Linked DNA regions of Gossypium hirsutum: all the other regions are linked to region 1. Evidence: chromatin contacts called from public Hi-C data. All regions are on one chromosome and are shown on one strand. Each heading gives the region's core, a stretch centred on a gene start, on an enhancer-like site or on the middle of the called end of the contact. The rest is flanking DNA. Distances are from core to core; before and after follow the strand shown. Region 1 holds the start of LOC107929455. Region 2 has its middle 3.9 kb from the start of LOC107930084. Region 3 holds the start of LOC107930097.

Region 1 (4,205 bases), core at 868-3,367:
TTAACATTTATATTTAACATTCCAAATTCAACCAAAATCATATTCAAATTATGTCATTCAATAGCTTAACATATATCTTACCACAATACCATTAATATACATGCAAACTCACTACATAAAATTATTTTCAAATGCATGCATTATCCAAAGATCAAATCTATCGTTTTCATATAATTTCATACACGGCTTAAAACATTCACCATAGCAAAGTAGGGCTAGGGCACGAAAAATCATGTAAATAATATAACAGTGATAGATTTGACAATATTTTCTCTTATTCCGCTCTATTACCCTCCTTAATTTAATGTGTTCTATTTGGGTTTTGATATTTTTACGTTTTCATTAATTGTTGAAGCAAGTTTTGAAGTGGCTGATTATGTGCCACTGGAAGTGTCTACTTCTATCACCACAGTGACAAAGTGTTACTTGCTATATTTGATGTTGGCAATTTATTAAAATAAAATCTTTGGACTATGCTGATATTGTGGAATCATTCACATCATCAATGAAGATTAATCCATTTGAAGGAACATATCTTAAGGATTAGGCCAGATCAATTGTACCAAATCCCTTAAATCAATAATGTTGAATCGAGACAAAACTTGACTTATTCCACCTTAAATGTATTGCAACATACAAAACTCATAAAAATTAGTAGAAATTTCAAATTTTATGAATTAATTAAAATTTGAGGTATATATTAAATTATAAAAAGAATTAAAAAAACTATTAATGGTAACAATACGCATAATGACATTTTTGACTCTTGCACTTTTTCAAAAAAAATTAATTAAGCCCCTATGATTTTTTTGCATTCAATTGAACCTCTGAACTAACAAAATTTGCTAAATAAGTCTTTTGACGTGATCGTCAGCAGACGTCACATCAGCACCGTTTGCTGACATGACAATACCACATCACCACTGATCGTTGATGTGATAGTGCCACATTAGCAAAAAAAAAAATTAGAACATTTTAAAATTATTTTAAATAATACATGATGAATCTAGACATACGGTTGTTCAAGTTCATTTGAAAATAGACATCTTATCTGTCTAGATTCTTTTTAGAATTATAAAAAACATAAAAAATGATAAAATTACAAAAAAATATTAAAATTTATAATAATTATTAGAAATTAATTAAAAATAATTTTTTAAAAATAAGTTATTAAAAATCACAAAAAATTAGAAAAAAATATTTATAAAATTGTTAGAAATTAATTAAAACATAAAATTTTAGAAAAATAATTTATTTTCATAAAGTTTTACAAAAATTATTTGCTCATTTATATTAAATTATTTCACTAGTATAACTTATTTCCAAGTATATCAAACATTGATATATTTTTTTTCTCTTGTAAACTATTAAAAGTTCTTCAAAAATGTTAGGCCTTGTTAATCATCAATGGTTTTTTTTTAATTAATGATCAATAGCTATACTTTAATACAAATGAGAAAAATATTTTTTTATAAAATTTTATAAAATATTTAATTTATTTTAATAGTTTTTATGGTTTATAGTTAATTTCTAACCATTTTTTTATAAAATATACATTATTAATTTTTATGATTTTTAATAAATTTTTTTTATAAATTTTATAAAATTTATGGTTTTTAATTAATTTATAATAAATATTATAAATTTCCATTTTTTATAATTTTTTATTTTTTATAATTCCAAAATAAATCTAAAGAATTGTTTGTCCAAATTCATTGTAAATTAATCTTAAAAAATAATTTTAAGAATTTTTTTCACTATCACATCAACATCAACCTTTAGTGATGATGTGCCTTTAGTGATGAGATGGAACCGACATGTTAGCGACTAGTGATGATGTGTCACTACCACGTCGGTAAATGGTGATGACGTGGGTGCCTATTAATGACCACATTATCGTTGCTGATTGAAAGACCTTAATTAAAATTTTTTGAAAAAAATTGAAGGCCCATTAACCTATAAATATTGAACGCTTGAAAAACTACAGCAGGCTTGATTTGATAATTAGAAGGGAAGAGTGGACAATCATAAAATCGATAGGCCCATAAAGACTGGGTGGGCCAGCCCGATCCGGCAATCCCAAGTCCCGAATCTGGCACTAGATATTAGAAAATTTGGGAATGGGAGTAGAAGAGGACGACGAAATCTGATACTCCTATTTTGGTAATACAAAGAAAATTTTATTGAAAGAAGAAAATCGCGAGTGATAGGATGGATGGAATCGGAGAGGAGGGGGGAGGAATAAGGCTGAGAAAGAAGTTCCCCGATGACAACAAGCCTGGCTCTTCCGCCGAAGTTGACTACAAGACAAAAGCCGGCACCGCTTGGAGCCATTCCTATCTCAACCAGAAACCATGGCATCCCCTCTCCTACCCTAACCAACGCCGCAAATGGATCGCTGAGCAGACCCATGCCCAGCGCGTGCGCCGTGCCGATGAAGTCGCTCGCGAGGTTGGTCTTTCTTTTTATTTATTATTCTACTACTCTCTCTCTCTCTCACTTGCCCTAGCACTAAGCATTCTATCTTATGCTTTGATGCAGTATGCCCAAGAGCAAGAATTCTTTCGCCAGACGGCTCTAATTTCCAAAAAAGAGAAGGAAAAGGTTTTGAATATGATCCTATCTAAGTGGTTTCCCTTGATTTCTATCTTCATTCTTTTGGGGACTAAATTACCCGAAAACCCTTATTGAATTCCTAGGTGGAGATGATGAAAGCTGTTAGCTTTATGTATGTTCGTCCGCCTGGTTATAATGCTGAAAGTGCCAAAGCGGCCGAGATTGCTGATGAGAGGAAAAAAACTGATCATAACAACGTATCCGATGATCATTCTACCGATGTGCCTTCCACAGCAATGTAATTTTGATTTGAATATAAAACTTTTCATGTGTTTTCCTTGTTTTATTTTAAGCTAATTTTCATATTTGTGAAATGGCTTTCTCAATTTATTAGCTTCATCTTGCAGGCAGCCGGAATCTTTGCCCGGTGGAGGTGCTACTACTCAAGAGAAACGGAAATCAAGACCTAAAGATGTTTTTGGACGTTCTTTACCAACAGAGGAAGAGTTTGAAGTTCTTAAAAACGCTCCACGGTATGTATCAATAGTAGCTTCTGCATATTAACCAATGGTAAATTGAATATACCTGCATGCACTACCGCACAATCTTGGCTAGTAAACCAAAGAAGATATGATCTATTATGGAAAAAAGCAGACAGTTCGATTTGATTTGATTTGATTTGATTTCTATTGCTGAAATAAGCTATTTGATTGTTTTTTTCCATGGTCACGCTGTGCAAATGAATTTTATTGTTGTACTGAGCAATGAAACTGGCTTACTCACATGAGGAAGCTCAAGCTACATCTTTTTAAGGAATGTTAAAACTAACCATCTTATAACAAGGGCAAAATATATTCATCTCATGATTACATTATTATAACATGAAAATACATTTTATAACTTCTATTTGACACGATGATGGAACTTTCAGGCTGGAGACTGGTGTTCCTGGTAGGGTTAAACCATTTGCTGTTGAAGTCCGTAATGTAAAATGTCTTAGATGCGGAAATTATGGTCACCAGAGTGGTGATCGTGATTGTCCATTGAAGGATGCTATAATGCCGAATGAAGAGAGTCGCTTAAAAAGAGATGATCCATTGACTGCTATCATGGCCCAAATGGATCCTACTGAGGTTGGTATTACTTCTTTTTTGGTTCTGTTGAAATTATTGAAAGGTATTAAAGCTTTATTGCTCCAAATAATACATCTTTTGAAAATATGGGAGCTCTGTCTGTCATCCTGTCACTATTTTTATCAGTATAGAATAATTGTTGTGTTTTAAGTCAAGGCTAAAGCCATAAGGAGGAGGCCATAAGATTTTGAAATGTCTGTTTTATAGGGAAGAGCTGTAACTTAAACAGGATCAAGAACTAAAATACTTCTTTGACAATGTTAGAAATTTTTGAAAGAAGTTTTTTTGCACTAAGAAAGCAACAATATTTGTCTTCTCATCCGTTTCTTTGTTATTCATTTGGTTATCGCCATGATATGTATCCCATTTTTTGCAGCCTCTGAAGTGGGAGCTAAAGCAAAAACCAGGTATGAGTCCTCCTCGCGGTGGATTTCAACCAGATGATCCCAATCAACAAATAGTTGCTGAGGATATATTTGATGAGTATGGAGGTGAATACTTTTATCTATTGAAGGA
Region 2 (4,131 bases), core at 8-2,507, 880 kb after region 1:
TCCAGAATTTTGTTTTACAATTTAAAAAAATTAAAAGAATTTAATACAATATTGGAGATGGGGTTAAGGTGACATGGTTTGAACATGTGTCAAACGAATATTTAGAAAATTTTTTAACCATCGCTCTATATAAGGCAAAAAAATAATTTTAGTAAAATTTGTAAATGCATACACAAAAACAATATTTTCAATATTTTTGAATTTATAATAAATTTTTTTATTTACAAAAGATTTTTTATCGTTTAAAAAAAACTTTTGGAAAAATTGAAATTTTGTTAAAAATGATTGAAAATTGAAATTTTGCATTATTATAAATTGATTTCAAAGAATTTTGTGTAAGATTTTTCTTTTGGTAATGTTTTGAAATCTTTATTTTATTATGAGCAGGCATTAATAGGAAGAGCCTATGTAATTTTTATTTCTTGATGTAGATATATGTTATACTTTTATTACTTGTTTATTGTTATCTCATTAGTTTTAACAACATCAACAAACCAAAATTAATGATTTAACTAAAATTTATAAACCAATTTTTTTTATAAAGTAAAAAGACTGTATGAAATTAAGCAAATATATTAATTAGAAAAAAAGTAAGTAACACGTGTCATTATGTTATTGGAAAGAAGAAGAATAAATTGAACAGCAAAGACACGGATCGCAAAAAACCGAGGTCATTTTATTTTTCAAATTTCCTTTATCTTTACCACACAAATACTCCACGTTGCATCTGTAAACTACTCGCACGTGCTCTTACTGTATCAATGGCATCTCTTTTATCTCACTCCAATCCAATCTACGCCTCTTTTAACAGTCACTTCGTCACTGTTCTTTTCATTAAAAATTAACTATTTTACCAAATACTATTTAAGTTTTTCTTTTTCAGTCCATTTCCTCAAACAAATAAATATTCTGTTACTTAAAATTTAAAAAAAGTGAAAAAAGTTGGATAATTTAATTAATCCTCAACACCAGCGGTGCTTAGTAATATCAGTTAATCAGATTCAACTACCAATTTACTTTTAAAATCTTAAGCTTTAAATAATAAATGTAAGTAAATTCCATGTTTAGTAGTGTTATTTAAATTCGAAAACATTTGAAATAAGGAACTTTAAAAAAAATCACATGCTTTGTGCTTTTCAAGTTTGCAGTGGAGACGGTGGACTTTTTTCTCTTGTTTGCTCACAAAACAGGAGTGACTGTGTTGGACACGTGGAGAGAAGGAACTGGTCTGTTGTGATTATAAATAACGGGCAAATAAGGGAAGATCAAGCTCAGCGATAGGGTTATAGAAATAGTAATAGTTATAGATGGTAAGGAGGAGCCCTTTTCCCAAAACCAACCATTTCGGTGAAGGGAAAAGGGGCTGGAGATTGATTCAGTTACCGGCGGTCTCTAATTCGCTTGGTGCAGGTCGGGAACTAATTAGCTGTCCCTTAATATTGGATTGATTTTGATTTTGATTTAAGCCAGATGGCTGGGCGTGATTGGAGGAAGCGCGAATCGGATCCCGCCTTGCATCAACTGAATCGGAGACCGCGGTGAAGGTTGCGTGGATCTTTCCTTTTTGTTCACTTTTAGGCTTATGATTCAGATCTCAGGTTGGGATTTTATTTTCCTTCTTGCTTGTTTTTGGTAGCTTTTTTAAAAAAAAAATTATTATGACTATTGATTTGTTTTATTATTATGGAAACTACAGATTTGCTTCTGAATCATTAGATTTGGGATTTTTTTTTGTTTTAAATATATAAATTGTTTTTTTTTGGTTATCTTTCTTTCGACGATTCAAACGTCAAGAAGAAAAGGGATTTACAAAATTGTTAATTGCTCAAACTTCACTTAGTTTAAAAAAATTATGGCGTTGTTGTAGTAAAATAAATGCATTACTTCATTGTAAATGTTTTGTTTAAATCTAGGAATTACTATGATAATATACATTGGAATTAGTCAATTCCTATTTCTTGTTAATTAAGAGTAACCTCCTATGAGTTCACTGCAGATTTATTTTAGTAGTTGGTTTGATTTAAGATAACTATTCAATCTAATGTTTGTAATGATTGATTTTGATTGGATAGTAACACCGTAATGTTAGTTGTGCAAACATTTTTTGTGATATCTTAATCTTATGTGTTGGGTAGTTTTCGTACTTCTCAAATGCTTCGTACAAGAGATACAATTAAATCCCATAACTTTATAAATCGTGTTATTCCACTGTATGAGTAGAATAAAGAAGTTTAGTCCTTGTTTTAACAAGTTCTAATATTTTGTTTATTTGATTATTGGACGTTCTGTCAGCGTAAAGATAGATTCTAAGTTCTATCTTCTTTTTTGTTTCAACTTACGGTATCCTTAGGAGCCTTTTGGGGGGATAAATCTCAGTTGTCAGTGTAAATCTAGATATTCATTCAGTATTTGATAAATTAGTTTCAACTTTCTAGCCCAAAAGAGATAATTAAGTTTCTTTATTGTGTTTCTTGTTAACATATTTAGTCCGTGTAGGGTCTAAACTGATGTCTATCATCGACTCCTTCCTCGTTTTCAAACATCTGTCTATATTTATTTATTTCTGGATCCTAATTTGCTGCATCTGGTTTGTTGTTTATAATTCATTTAAAGGCTCAGAGGTTCCTTTGTAAGATATTGAGACATCCTGAATTTTGTTTAATTTGCATGCTCACTTTTTAATCAGCATCTGAGATTTGATTGATTGCAGCACTGGACTGCATGTGTGGCTATCCTTCTATTTTTGGTGCTGTTTTGTCCTGTGTTCATAATACCGTTATAATTTTATTGACTTCCGAAGTTGCATTATGGTAGAAATAATTCATTGAGGATTAGCTTTGTCTTTTCTAGTTGAAGTGCTGATTGTGTGATTCCTCATGGCAACAATTTTCTTGTTTGCACTCTTTGTATAGTCTCCACTATGTGAGAACATCTTTGGCAAGAGCATTAATAACCCCAAATCCCTTTTTTCTTGGTTGATCTGTCTTTGATTTTCTTTTTTTGTGCTAGGTTTATATTGTTTGTAAGAACCTTCTCTCTAGACTTATCATCAGGTCTATAGTTCCTACTTGGTTTATACATTGACATATTGTGTTATCTTTTATTTCCCATCTGTTGATATCCACTAGTAGAGTCTTTTGTCAATGAAGTCAATCGATGTCTGAAGGGCAATGCAGTTGCTGCCAAATTTGTCAAATGAACATATCTGTCTCTTTATCTAATCATCATTTTGGTGTCAAATTTTCAATATAATGTTTGTGTTTTTTTGATGTGTTTCTCCCCAAGTGTGTTTGGTAGAGTGGAAAAGTAGAAGGCTAGAAAGAGGAGGGTTGAAAAGTGAAAAGAAAATATAACTTGTGTCTCTTTGGTAGAAAAGAAAAATGAGAAGAAAGAAAATAGTAAGGATGATATTTTCCATCCTAGAGATTTAAGCAAATCATTTTAAATTGAAAAGTAAAAAAACAAAAAAAGGAAAGGAGAGAAATGTAAATTAAGTGTGCATATTTATATGATTAAGTATTTCTTTTTAATTTTCATTTTTCAACTCCATTGATAGAAAGTGATTTTTTTTTTCCAAACAAGCTCACCAGTGGATATATATCTATATATATTCTCTTTCTGTTTTTCTTTTATTTCAAATTTTTTTTCATTTTCTATCAATTGTGGGAAAATAAAAGATAGAAAAAAAATTCGGTTAATGTATTAGATAGAAAAGAAGAAAAAAATATTGAAAGAAAAGGTCAAATGAGTCAAATACGTGGAAAAAAAATTTAATTGGTAAAATAGGCTGATTTTTTGGAGGGATAATGTGAAAGCGTATTTAGTTGGACGAGTTTTTTGATAATTATAAAAAAAAATATGTACGATTAGACATTCATTTCCTGACATGTCAACACAGAAGTTTGTCTAGTTGGGTGTGTTTTTACACTATGTACAAAACGTGTTGTCTGGCTGGATGTGCTCTTACACTAACTATGTATACAAAACGTGTATCTAGATGTACTTTTCACTCTCTTCAAAAAAATCTATTTTTCTAAATTTAAAAAGATTTATAAGATCAATTAACTCTTTTGTTTTTTTTTTTTGGGCATATTCAACTAATTTAGTTGGACAAAATTTTAGGAAAATAAG
Region 3 (4,086 bases), core at 937-3,436, 970 kb after region 1:
ATTGTCTTCTTTCATTAGTCTTCAACTTATAATTTATGCAAATTTGAATGTGCAGCATCAATTTTTGGGGAGTTGTGGAAATTGGAGCCACTAGCTGAAGAAAGGAAAAATAAATGGCGAAGAGAAATGGACTGGTTACTCTCTCCTACCAACTATATGGTGGAGTTAGTGCCTGCTAAGCAAAATGGTGCAAATGGCAGGACTATGGAGGTACTCTTGCGTTGTTGGGTCCCTATTAAATTAACAATGACCATTTTGCAATGTCATGAGATTTATGTCAATTCTATTTTGGGCAGATAATGACACCAAAAGCCCGTGCGGACATTCACATGAATCTCCCAGCACTTCAGAAGTTGGACTCTATGCTTATTGTAGGCAATCTCTTTACTCTTCCTAATAACTTGTATACTCTAATGAACACATCGCCCACATTTACCATATTAAATTTTGTAAAATTGTCAGGAAACTCTGGAGTCAATGGTGAATGCTCAGTTTTATTATGCAGAAGTTGGAAGCCGGGCAGAAGGAAGAAACAAGAGTGCTAGGGAGAGCAAGAGGTGGTGGCTTCCATTGCCACAAGTACCAAAAACTGGGCTCTCAGATACCGAAAGGCAGAAGTTGCAATGTAAAGGCAAGGTGGTATATCAAGTATTCAAGGCTGCAGCATCGATTAATGAAAATGTTTTGCTTGAAATACCTCTTCCATCCATTATTAGGGATGCTCTTCCCAAGGTGAGCAAGCTCACTGCCTCCAGGGCATTGGACTTTAAATATTGGACCCTTTAATAGTTTTTATGATGATATGTATTTTAGTACTAAAATGTTACTCTACATGTTTAAAAAGGAAATATAGAAATGGAATCTGGATATTTTAGTTGGAACCAGCTGACGTTAATCTACTTTAAAATCTTATAGTATCTGATAAATTTGAATGATGAGAGTAAATTCCGGGTTAAAGTTTTACAAGATGTTTGTATTGCATTTATGGCAACTCAATCTCTTTCCTTATGTTTACAGTCTGGGAAGGCAAGCCTTGGTGACGACCTGTACAAGGTTTTGACTCTGGAGTCCAGCTCGGTTGATGAAATGTTCATTTCGCTAAATTTAAAGTCTGAAAACAATGCTCTCGAGGTCATTAATAGGTTGGAAGCTGCTGTATTTGCATGGAAAGGGAGACTTACAGAACAAGCTAGTGGTAAATCGCCAGTGCGAAAATCATGGTCTTTTATTAATCCTATATCTGAAATGGATAAGATGGAGCTCCTAGTGGACCGTGCTGAAGCACTTTTACGTCAGATAAAGAGTGCATACCCAAACCTTCCTCAAACATTTCTTGATGCTTCAAAAATTCAATATGGCAAGGTAAGTAGTTGGTGTTTAAAGTGAAGCTTATTTTATTCTGCATTGTATCTTTCACTATTGAATCAATATTATATTGTAGTATATTAATAATGGCGATGAATTACACTTTGAATTGGTGCACAGGATGTTGGACATTCCATTCTGGAAGCATATTCACGAGTCCTAAAGAACTTGGCTTTCAGCATAATGTGCAGGATGGGAGAAATTCTACAAGAAGATAGTTTGTGTAACCCAAATTCAGGGGTGGCAACATGGTGCTTTCCTGGAATAAATGTGGGAAATCCAAGGCACTCTCACTCACTCAGTGATGTTATGAACAAAGTAGAGGGGAAGTACTGCGAATCCGATACGGACGTGGAGTTGTACAGTGATGCAAGTATAAATGCAACACCAAGTACAAGTAGGAGCCGTCGAGTTTGGTGTATTGGGAAAGAGGCATGTAGTAGTATAGGAGTGTCTCCTTGATAATAAAAAAAAATAAACAAGATGATGGAAGTTTGATTTTCAACACTGCTTTTGTATATCATTATTAAGCTTAATTAATTAATAATATCCATAAAAGAATCATATACTTGATAGTATCACCGGTAACTTACATATGGATTCCAAATGTGTCTACTGTTTATATCAACTTATTGGGTCTGTTTAGGCCCAATTAATTCAATATTGGATGGATTGGGCCCGTTTTATATTTTTAATATGGTAATGATTGGAATTTCACCAGTATTGGTCCTAGAAAGAGTAAGTGAACCGGACCTGGTGTGGAGCAGTTGTATTGTTGGTACACTAAAGTCATCCGTGGTCTGAGGCTGTTGCTTGTGGATCCGCAATCCACATGCGCCTGTGCAAAGCAGAGCAGAGATGGGATTTAAAATTAATAATAAAAAGAAAAAGGGAATAAAAACGAAAATAAGCCCCAAGAAGAGGCAGAGGAGGCGGCATTAATCAAAAAAGGCATTTTCACCTCAAAGAAACACTGTTTTCAAGACGTAACCATCGTTGAGATCTGAAGACATGAGTTAGTAATACATCACTTTTAATCACTCCGCCCCCTAAATAATAAGGTTGGAGTGCCTTCCAAGCACAACTTCCAAATGCCAATTACGTCATCGGCGCTGGTTTTCCCTTTTTTTCTTGTTGGGTTCAGGGTGAAACTTAAGTGAAACCACTCAGATGGGATCTGGTGGGAGCAAGGGTTGTTGTAGAGTAGGAGTAGGCGGAAGAGACACTGCACCTGCTGCTTCCTCGTCTAACAGCGGTTGGCGGAGGGGAAGATCCAAGGGTAAGAATAGAGTTTTCCGGTCCTCTTGTCTGGGAGCGTTATCTAGATCTGCTTCTCCTAAACCCCACTTTGATCACCGGAAACAACCTGCGTCGGAATCGGATCTGGTGAAAAGAGAAAGTAACAGAAAGGTTGAAGGCGAAGCGGCATCTAATGATGAAATGCAATTGCCATTGCCAACCCCATGCATATCTTCCGGTGGTAGCACCTCTGGTGCAGCTGTGACAGCTGCTCGTCGCTCTCCTTCTCGCTGCCTCTCCGGCATTAGCTTCCTTCCTGGTAATTTGAGCTTCCGGTTCAGCAGAGCTAATAGTATGCGGTCCTCCGCGGAGATGTTGAACCCTGATGACGATTCTGAGACACTTGAACCTCAACAACCTCCCCGCAATTCTTGTTCTCCGATTATCTTCAATGATTCAGATGGAAGTGGAGAGACTCTCGAAAGCAACGCTCGTTTTAGCAGAGCCTTAAGTGTTGGAAGGCTTCGTGATCGTGTTCTTGGTAGAGCTCCCACATTCTGCCCTTTGCAGCAGGACATACAAATTACTCAGCAGCAATTAGCTACCTCTCCATCCACCACTGCTTCCACTCATGATTCCTCCGTTATTTCCCACGATGAAATTGAAACTTCTCGATCCAGAGAAGCCCGGTATCATGATTTGCTTCACCATAGATCCAATTTCCTTGAAAGGCGGAGAAGAATACGATCTCAGGTTTATAATCTTGTTGCACCCATCGCCTTATTCTCCACGCTTATTAATTTAATTTAATGACTGGTGGTTACTGAACAACGTTGATAGTAACTCTACTTTTTTCATTAACAATTAGAATCAGAACAAATATTTAGGTTTAGGACTGTTCTAATGCTTTATTTCTATATTTATGCCTGCTTCTTCTTTAGGTTTGGCCTGCATGTATTACTTTCTGCTATAGGTTCTTTGAAAGTTATCCATCTGAGCGAATGCAGGTTATTGTCTGTTTAGTTACTGACCTATGAGTTGCTCCAGGTTCGAGCTCTTCAACGGCTAGGAAGCCGTTTTGAGAACTTTTCAGGGCATGAAAGATCCTGCATTTTATCTGGCCAACATAGAAGTGGTCGATGCACATGTCGTGTAAATAATCGAGATTCTAGTTCAAATGATGACACCACTGGTGCTAGGTCTAGTGTATCCAGAATCGTTATGTTAGCTGAGGCTTTATTTGAGGTGATTTTTATTTGTTGTTATTATTTCCTTCTCTGGGTGATTGTCCTTTCTCTTGGAGTAACATTTTACATGTTTGAACTAGGTCCTGGATGAAATTCACCAGCAGTCTATGGTTTTATCTTCGCGACCGTCCGTGTCTCCAATTGGTTCTGTTCCTGCACCTAACGAAGTTGTGGAATCACTTCCTGTGAAAGTGTACAAGTCACCTAAACTTAAGAATGATGAGGCTGTGCAGTA

What was found. Hi-C and Micro-C count contacts between places; a contact is called where the count stands out from the background.
Region 2: a contact with region 1 is called in a Hi-C map of leaf, with 1.8 times the contacts expected there. The contact joins the enhancer-like site here to the promoter of LOC107929455 in region 1. A contact is called at or near these places in 2 of 34 Hi-C or Micro-C datasets (callus and leaf).
Region 3: a contact with region 1 is called in a Hi-C map of leaf, with 2.4 times the contacts expected there. The contact joins the promoter of LOC107930097 here to the promoter of LOC107929455 in region 1. A contact is called at or near these places in 3 of 34 Hi-C or Micro-C datasets (all in leaf).

The regions. Positions count from the first base shown.
Region 1 is chrA08:110,331,142-110,335,346 of Gossypium_hirsutum_v2.1, reverse strand. It overlaps LOC107929455, which reads left to right and starts at 2,117. Exons shown (of 7, transcript XM_016860882.2): 1 at 2,117-2,451; 2 at 2,542-2,604; 3 at 2,700-2,854; 4 at 2,964-3,089; 5 at 3,488-3,689; 6 at 4,066-4,180. The coding sequence starts at 2,212.
Region 2 is chrA08:109,446,832-109,450,962 of Gossypium_hirsutum_v2.1, reverse strand. No RefSeq gene overlaps it. Among protein-coding and RNA genes, the nearest start is that of LOC107930084, 3.9 kb to the right of the region's middle. Within about 2 kb of position 1,257, at least 9 of the 9 cell types and tissues checked have an H3K27ac peak or open chromatin away from gene starts, as enhancers often do. A contact at or near this core is called in leaf, where this site is marked.
Region 3 is chrA08:109,364,437-109,368,522 of Gossypium_hirsutum_v2.1, reverse strand. LOC107930097 reads left to right here and starts at 2,186. Exons shown (of 5, transcript XM_016861659.2): 1 at 2,186-3,357; 2 at 3,652-3,849; 3 at 3,932-4,083. The coding sequence starts at 2,536. LOC107930096 (rop guanine nucleotide exchange factor 14) reads left to right here. Exons shown (of 8, transcript XM_041074382.1): 4 at 56-210; 5 at 297-371; 6 at 463-732; 7 at 1,018-1,362; 8 at 1,486-1,943. The coding sequence ends at 1,827.